2 separate regions of the Mus musculus genome follow, and region 2 is linked to region 1. The links are chromatin contacts, called in public Hi-C maps. All regions are on one chromosome and are shown on one strand. Each heading gives the region's core, a stretch centred on a gene start, on an enhancer-like site or on the middle of the called end of the contact. The rest is flanking DNA. Distances are from core to core; before and after follow the strand shown.

Region 1 (4,496 bases), core at 277-2,776:
ACTGGGGGTTGAGCCCAGGCATGAAGGCGGGTCCCAGGGAAACAGAAGCGCCTCGCAAAGGAAAAGACATTAATCAAGATGGTGAAGACGGATGAGTAAGACAGTTGTAGAAACTCAAGGCACTAAGTATTTACTATTAACTACAATACTACTGTAGACTGGCTGGCCTTGAACTCAAGAGATCCTCCAGCTTGTCTCCCTTGTGCTGGGATTAAAGGCGAATGCCACCACTGGCAGGCTCGGTATTGACCACTGAGAAGAAAATTAAAAAGCAGCCCTCCACTTATCTAACTTTAAAATCACAAGAAAATAAAACTATGCTTGGAAATATTGTAATCGGTTTCTAAATTTTGTGAGATCCTTAAAATAGAATCAGGCACCAGGAAATTATAACTGAAAATGAATTCTGGAAAGTGCTTCTTCAACCTCTCAATGTCAAGCCCTCGGGACACACACCTTGCAAGTAAATGCCTCTTCTCAGACGCACTGCGTGGCTGCGACACATGATTGTCCGGTCCCCCTCCCCCAAGCACCGTCAAATGGAAAACAAACAAACAAAAAAACAAACAAAAAACCAAAAAAAAAAAAAAACCCCGCCCTCTGTGCTGCAAATTCTAGCTCCCATTACCCGGATCCCGGCACATTCCAGCACCGCTCCCGCCAAGTCCCGGGCCGGGAGACGAGGAGGGGGATGGTAGCACCCAGTGTCCCCACGTCAACCCACGCAAGGGCATCCTGACTGCCTGCCCAGGAGCGGTGTTCGTCCGGTCGGTCACGAGCCGGAGCGGCGTCCCTGCAGTCACACCGCGTCTTTCAGTCAAGGACTGGAGCTCTGTTCCCTGTCACCAGCCATTCCCTGGGTCGTCCTGCCCGGGAGCGCTGTCCGCTCGGTCACTTGTCGTCCTCTCAGTCACGGGTGGGAGCGCTGTCCCCTCGGGCATGGGTGGGAGAGGCGTCCCCTCCGGCACAGGTTGGGGCGGGGTCCCCAGTCACACCATGTCTTTCAGTTCGCGGGGCTGGAGCTGTTCCCTGTCACCTGCCATTCCCTAGGTCGCCTTAACCAAGAGCGCTGTACCCTCAGTAACCTGCGGTCCCTTAGGTCACGGGTGGGAGCTACGTCCCCTGAGTCCTGCTGTCCCTTCAGGCACGGGTGTGAGCGCTGTCCCTTCTGCCCTCCTAGTCACAGGTAGGAGCGCCATCCCCTCGGTCACTTGCTGTACCCTCGGGAGCGCCGTCCCCTCGGGCACCGGTAGGAGCGCGTTCCACCCGTGCGCCGCTCTCCTACCTTGGCACGGCGCCGCAGGGTTTTCCCGCAGCGGGCGGCTCCCCCACGGCCTACCATGACGCTCACCTCATGAGATAGTCCCGGAAGTCCTTGCTCCGGACATAGTCCGCCGCTTTGCGCACCAGCGCTCCAGCCATGGCCGTGCCGTTGGCGGTGAAGCCGCTACCTAGACAGATGACACCGCTGTGGACTCGGCTGAGGCCCTCGGCGCTCTCACCCCAGCGCCCGCCTCACGACACTCGGAGAAGCCTTACGACCGCTCGGCGCTCCACCAATGAGAACGCGCTAGACCGCAGAGCGCGTCCGGGATTGGCTGCCGCGGTCGACACACCCCCCGCCTGCCCTCGGGGCGGTGCGCGCCGCGGGGCTGCCGTCGTAAAAGGGCCCGGCGGCCCGGACGACTGGCGGTTGCTAGGGGCTGCGAGGGTGACACTCCTCTGCCCGGGGGTCCTGGGCAGGCTTCCGGGGTCTCAGCGGGGCGTGGTGGGCAGGTCGGGCTCCTGTCACCCCTCGCCTGTCCCTTTGCCCCGCGGGCGGCTGCACAGAGACGGTGAGATCCTGCAAACCGGCGGCGACCGGCTTGGGATGGAGTCACCGAGTGCAGAGGAGGGAGGCAGTTAAAAATAGCTAAGAGCCTCAGTCTCCAGAAGTGTGGCTGCCCACGTGTGGAAAGCACAGGTTACATAAGTGCCCGGAGCGTGCATACTGCAGCTTTAGCCTGTACACCCGCAGAGGCTCAGAGCCACACCCCAGACATGGCGGGGGGGGGGGGGGCAGAATGCAGAGAGAGTTGAGCCGGAGGTAATGAGAAGGGCCTGGCTACATTTCCTGTCACCACTACCACTCTTGAGGAGAGGAAAGGTGACAGAATCCCTTCCGCCGTAAACCGGATCGCGTGAAGAACACAACTGCCTTCAGGCTGCTCGCAGCCACACCCGAGTAGGCCACACCGCGCTAAGGGTCGCTAAGGCCCGTCCCCTGAGTTCGTGCCAGTGTCAGTCTTTGTTTACCAAAAGGAGGCTGAAGACGACCTTCCCCTTATAGGGAAGGGTCTGCAGGGCCCGGACTGCAGCGCTCTTGCCAGGTTTGCTCCGGAAGCCCTGGCTGTGTTCCATCTCCAGCACTGCCGTAAACCAGGCTGGGTGGTGGGAAGTTCAAGGTCACCACTGAGTCCTCGGGGTGGGGCTTGGGGCGAAAGTTATTAAACGAATGGTAATCTTCTGTGGTTTTCCCCTTCTATGCATAGTAAATATGTGCAGCTTTTCTCAGATTTAATTTTTGCCGGTTTATTCTAACAATCTTCCGAGAATAGAGGGGACTCTCTTCCTTACCAAAACCGAACCTGAAGCGGGCCTTGGTGGCAAATGAGTTTGATCCCAGCACCGAAGATGCAGAGGCAGAGGCAGAGGCAGGAGGATTTGAGTTCAAGGCCAGCCGTGTCTATATAGCTAGTTCTGTAGCCCTGGCTACTCAGAGAAACCCTGTCTCAAACAAAATTTAAAAAACGAAAAACAAAAAACAAGGCCAGGCAAAAAAAACAAAACAAAAAAAAAAAAAAACACACAAACAGCAACAACAACAAAAGCACAATTTGGGGATTATACCTCAAATCAAGGAAAGTTGAGTAATTTAGAATGCCACTGGGGAATATGAAGTCTGGAATGCACTGGCAGAAATGAATATAGGAAGTTAAACCAAACACTCAAGGGAATGCATAAGTATTAAGAATGGACATTCCCTTTGGCCAGCAATTCCTTTCTAGAGCTGTCCCTGGAAAGGCTAGTTTGTGGAGCTTATTTTAATATGGAAACAATCCTCAAGGCGTTCCAGCGTGTGTCATAGTGTGTAACTTAGCAGGTGAGAGAGAAAAGAGGACCCATTCAAGGCTGGCCTGCGCTACATGACATCCTGTCTTAAATAACTGCAAATTAGTAATAAACCAGGCCTGGTAGTGTACACTTTTATCCTAACAAGTGGGAGGCAGAGGTAGGCAGACCTCCTATGAGTTCTGAGACCAGTCTGGTTTAGATAGCGACTAGGCAAGAAAACAAGTTATTTATGTTCTAGTGCTAAGTAATTATAGTATTTATCTGCAGGAAAAAATGTGTGGACTATTGTATAAAGTATGTTACTCATTTGTGCTCAGCGATGTTTTTGTGTGCAAAGATATTGGGACAACACTGACAGTGGCTACCCCTAAGTGTAACGGAAGGGACATGAGATGGAGGAAAGTAATTTTTTTTTTTACTGTGTAGCCCTGGCTGGCCTGGAACTTGTGACATCTTCTGTTAAAAGGATGTTTTATTGTAATCTGGGCATGGTGGTGAACCCCTCTAATCCCAGAACTCAGGAAGCAGATCTCTGAGCTTGAGGCCAGCCTGGTCTACCTAGTGCATTCTAGGACAGCTAGAGCTTCATAGTGAGACTCTATCAGTCAATCGATCAATCAGTGTTTCATTATATGGATAGAATAATGCTTCTGAGTGGTCTCTAGATCTAGAAACATTTGAGAGACTAAGGTGCAAGGATGGAAGTCAGTTCACACTGGGTCAGACACAGCGGGGAAAGTCTAGGAAGCTTATGTCTGAGTCATGATACCCACTGCGACCAAAAGAAAGTTCTGCAGTAGCCTGTGCCTACATGTGTCAATACCCCGGTTAAAGCATGAGTGAAGGTACCAATTGTGGGTGGAAAGAGATGTTCCCAGAGCCATGTGGGCTATTGACCCTAGGAGGTCCTAGATATTTCAAAACTGAGAAAGGCTATTGCCACTGCTGCTGGGTGCTTGCCAAAGTTAGATACTAACGCCCAGTTGCTGAAGATGCCATGCACTTTGGTTGTAAGACTTGGAGACATAAAGCTGGAACTGAACTAGACGTGTTCCCTGTCTGCTGACTAGCGTTTAGAGTGCTGGAAGGTGTCTGAAGACTGCTGGGGAGCGTTGTGGTCCAAAGTTCTACTCAGCTGTGGACCCTGCATGCTACACGATGAAAGTGCCAGGCAAGATAGGGCAGGCAATAGTGGCATGAAGTTTCATGGCGCAACCAACTTTCTGATTGGTGTTAAGGTTGTGTCTCGAGGGGAATTCATGCCTAGTGCTGTAAGCTCACACAAAACCAAATGGCTGGGAGTCAGAGTGTGCAAGATCGCTTTATGTCAACTTGACACAAGCTGAAGTCTGAGAGGGGAACCTCAACTAAGAAAATGGCTT
Region 2 (4,664 bases), core at 1,373-3,872, 4.6 Mb before region 1:
CCTAGTAAAGGGTAAGTCTATAAATACTTTTCCCTCACCATTTATTTTGCCAGGTCTAAAATCTGCCTCACCAAACAGTATTTTACTACTTAAGCAGGCTAACTCACAAAATGTTACACTATTCGCCATGTTTGCTGACTAGCCATTAGCACTATATGGTAGCAAATTAACTTCTGCAAATTTCTATTTTGAATTCCAAAGATTTCTTGTTCACATTTAAAATACAAAAGTATCTATTAAACAACAAAGAAAAAAGTCCAAACCTGGTAACATTTTCTACATGAACATCATCATGGTTAAGTAGGTTTAAATAAGGCTCCAAATTCACGAGACTCCAGTATTTAAAACAAGCTTGTATTTATTTAATCACCTTAAGTTCTTCCCTTACTTAAATTACACAAACTAGTTACAATGGTTAGTTTTCAAAAGTTTGTGAGACTGCCTTAAAAGGTGACTTATTTCTGACCTAGAGTATGACTCTCTCATGGATTCAACTCTAATAAATTGACTATTCTCTAGCCATTTCCTGGTAGCGTCTCACCACTGAGGTAGTTCCATCTCCAACTTCTTTGTCTTGCAGGTCAGCCAGCTCACACAGAACTTTGGCTGCGGGATGTTCTACCTCCAGTAACTTCAGGATGGTGGCACCATCGTTAGTAATGGTTACATCCTAAGAAATATGAAGGAATAAGTGGTCAACACAGAAACCAAGCTCTAGGATGCCATCCATACTCAGGTAAAAACAAAGACTTTACCAAAGATTTTTTTTTGAAATTTAAAACAATGTACTTTTATCAAGGCAAGCAAGAGCAATTAGATATATACTTACACCAATATCATCCACCAACATTTTATCCAAGCCAACTGGCCCAAAAGAACTTTTAACAATGTTGGCAATAGAAGCTGCAGCCATAACTGTAGATGAACAGTGAAAACTAATTAGAACAACACATAAACTATGACACTCAACTACCTATGATTTGCTAAAATCTAAAGTCTGTAATTACTATTTAAAAAAAAAAAAATCAAGCCGGGTGTGGCGGCGCACGCCTTTAATCCCAGCACTCGGGAGGCAGAGGCAGGCAGATTTCTGAGTTCGAGGCCAGCCTGGTCTACAAAGTTGCTTCCAGGACAGCCACAGCTATACAGTGAAACCCTGTGTGTGTGTGTGTGTGTGTGTGTGGGGGGGGGGGGGAATCACTTACTTAAGGACCAGTGAAGGTTAACTATTCTTTTTTCTATTTAGTATTGGTATATCACCGATTGCAAAGATTTTAATGCCTCAAATTATAAGCAATCTTAAGTTCATTCCTTACTACTACACTAGGGGGGAAAAAACCCTTTAAGTTCAGCCTTTCTCTTCAGACTCTGGCAAGTTTAGTAAGAATATTAGATAGTTCACCAGGATAAAGTAGTAGTAATTTCTAAGAGAGTTGTTTAAAAAAAAAAAAAAAGCACAACACAGAACACGGTTCCTGCAAGGGAATGCTTTCAAGAACAAATTCAACCACAGCAAACCACGTGCTTACTCGTATTAAAGTTAACCACGATAAAGGCAGCTAAAAGTATCGCTTAATAACGTTCAGTTTGCATTCCGTTACGTTTTACTGGGGGAGCAGCTGTCACCTGCAGATTCTGGGCATCCAAGAACCAGACCAGGGAAGGGAAGCAACGCAAAAGCCACCTAGATTCTATGAGCATCTTCTCAAGGGCCAATGGAACCGGTGAAAGCTACTCTTTTCTGGCTATGTCAGAGGTGCTCCAACCGGCTTGGAACCCAACAAAGGAGCAGAGGGGAGTGGCGGAGAAGTCTATCTGGAGCTCCTCTACTAGGTATTGGGGCACGGACGCCCACACCCATCTTGAACGCCTCCCCCAACCGTGTGCATTCTCGAACATTCTTCCCTTACACGGTAGGGCGCAATGGCGCCGAGCCGGCCGCTAGTGAGGGCGGATCCGGGATGGCTGGGCTTCTCCTGAAGGAACTTCACTGGGCCCGGCGGACAGCCCCGGCCTACGGACTGCGGCTGGGCTTCGGCCTGCGCCGCCGCGAGCTGGACCCTTACCATTCTCTCGCCCTTACCATTCTGGGAGCGGACCGCCTCCCCAGTGCTGCGGTCCCCGAACACGGACAAAGGACCCTCCATCTTCAGGAAACGAAGCAAAGCTCACTACGGCCGCAGACAACCGATAGCTCCGCTCTGAGACCGTTTAACGGCCACCACGGCGGGGACCACGGCGTGGAAAGGCCCGAGCGATGCCGCGGGGCCTGCTGGGTAACACGCCCTGCGCGCTCTCCACGCTCCACCAACCGCAAGGTCTGCCGGGAAAGCGGTAGGGATTGACAGACGAGGGCTGGGCGGGGCGAAAAACTGAAAACGCCGGAAGTAGGGGGCTGCGGGACGCTGGGTCAACTAGAGACAGTAGAAGAAAGGCGCGAAAGTGGAAAACGGAAGTCAGGCTCTTGGCCACGGCTAGCGTGTCCCGCCCTCCGCCTCAACGTCTGCGGTGATTGGTGAGCCAGGGATACCGATCGCTCACTCGGCCACTCAGCACCAGGGAGCTTGTTAGTTCCGGGTCCTTGAGACACCGAGGTACTGCCGGCCCTTGTAGCTTTACCCACAGTTAACATGGCTGCGACTAGTTGTTCCCCGAGACGACCCTGAGCAAAGGAAGATAGGGCACTGTGTGACTTTGCCCAGGTCCCGTCAGCCATGGCGCTTCGGCCGCGGTTCTGGAAATGTCTGTCAGTTTGCAGGAAACTGGGTAACTAATCTCGCCCCACCTCCTTGCCTGCGCTCTGTGCACAGTACGTGTGCATTTGCAAATGCGATTTTGTACCTGATGTGGGAAAGTGAAAGATGCATGTGATCTTTTTCATTTTCTAGAGTGTGGGTTCGCAGCCCTCTCAACCAGTTCCGTGCCGGCCGTGCAGCCCGACGTGGAGAGTAAGGAAAACGAAGCGGTGGCCCCGGAGTTCACCAACCGGAACCCTCGGAATCTGGAGCTCTTAGGGGTAGCTCGGAAAGAACGGGGCTGGGCTACCGTGTGGCCTAACCGTGAGTTCTGGCACAGGTAATTAAAGTCGGCTTGTGACTGACTAAGCTGTGCTTAGCACCTTACCAATTTCACCAATCCCCTGACTGATCCTGCCAGGTAAGCCTCGGGATGTGTCAGGAAGATGACATGTGGGTAGAAAGCGACCTTGGAGCAAGCAACTAGTTAGTTGCCTTGAAGAAAACTTAAACGGTAATTTGAGAATAAGCGGCTATGTCCTGAGGCCTCTCTGAAGGTGACATGTCAAAAAGCTGAGATCTAAAGGACAGGAAGCCGCGAAATCATTTGCCATGAAGGCTATTCTAGCAAAGGAGGCTAGGAGGCTGGGATTGAGTGTCTGGAACTGACAGGCCTGTGTACCTACCTGTTCAGTAAGTAAAGGTGTGTGTGTGTAAGCTGTTACAGAATAGAGTGCTAAGTAGAATTAGTTATTAGCGTGCACATTAGGGTAAAGTTTGAGCCTTAATGATTTTTTAATGGGGGGAATAAAGGTTAAAAGTTCATTAATAGAAACATTTTATGAAATACATTTTAAAATTTGTATTCATTTAAAGCACTTACTGAGTTCACTGAGGACCCAGGCAGCTTACAATGGTCTGTAATTCCAGTTCCCAGGGATCTGACACCCTCTTCTGACCTTGGCACACAGCGATACATTCCCAAAAATAATCATACACATGGAAATAAATGTTAAATTTTATTTTGGGAGAACTACGCAGTTTAGATGAGTACCTTCATCACACAAAGCAAGTGCTTTACCTCTGAACTGCACTCCCCAGCCCCAAGATGGCTACTAACTGAAAGCATTGGATTTACAAGCAGTTATGCTAGATGCTTTAAATGTATGTCTTTTTTTTTTTTTTTTTTTTTTGGCTGGCCTCAAACTCAGAAATCCACCTGCCTCTGCCTCCCGAGTGCTGGGATTAAAGTCATGCGCCACCACGCCCGGCTGTATGTCTTTTTTTTTTTTTTTTTTTTAATTTAACTTTTTTTTTTTTTAAGACTTATTTATTTTGTGTATGGGTATACACTGTCTCTGTTTTCAGACATACCAGAAGAGGGCATCGGATCCCATTACAGATGGTTGTGAGCCACCATGTGGTTGCTGGGAATTGAACTCAGGACCTCTAGAAGAGCAGTCAGTGCTCTTAACCGCCGAGCCATCTCTCCAGCTCTTAATTCAACTATTTAAACTACATTATTATCATTGTAGGGGTTATCTTTTTACGGTGGTTATTATTTTTGTTACAGTGGGATTTTTCTGGTTTTTGTTTATTTGGTTGGTTTTTTTGTAATTACACATTTTTATTGTTGTAAGTACACTGTCGCTGTCTTCAGACACAGCAGAAGAGGGCATCAACAAATCCCATTCCAGTTTGTTTTTATTGTTTTTTTTTTTTTTTTTTCAGTTGATTGGTATGTGCATATAGTCACAGGTTCATGCATATACCGCATATACTTAGATCATGGTCCACCTTGTGAGCCCTGGGGGTTGAATGCAGGTTGTTGGCCTTGGTAGGAAGCATCTTTACCCATTGAACTGTCTTAACAGTGGGCTCACCAAATTCTTGAAGAACACGTAGGCGTTTATTCACCTTAAGTGGCCC

The links. Hi-C and Micro-C count contacts between places; a contact is called where the count stands out from the background.
Region 2: a Hi-C map of B cells shows a contact between it and region 1, with 5 read pairs. The contact joins the promoter of Mrpl18 here to the promoter of Mpc1 in region 1. A contact is called at or near these places in 1 of 39 promoter capture datasets (cranial neural crest) and 1 of 484 Hi-C or Micro-C datasets (B cells).

The regions. Positions count from the first base shown.
Region 1 is chr17:8,280,817-8,285,312 of GRCm38.p6, reverse strand. It overlaps Mpc1 (mitochondrial pyruvate carrier 1), which reads right to left and starts at 1,526. Exons shown (of 5, transcript NM_018819.5): 1 at 1,352-1,526. The coding sequence starts at 1,422.
Region 2 is chr17:12,914,049-12,918,712 of GRCm38.p6, reverse strand. Mrpl18 (mitochondrial ribosomal protein L18) reads left to right here and starts at 2,622. Exons shown (of 4, transcript NM_026310.3): 1 at 2,622-2,766; 2 at 2,889-3,075. The coding sequence starts at 2,715. Tcp1 (t-complex protein 1) reads right to left here and starts at 2,384. Exons shown (of 12, transcript NM_013686.4): 1 at 2,084-2,384; 2 at 830-915; 3 at 542-670. The coding sequence starts at 2,147.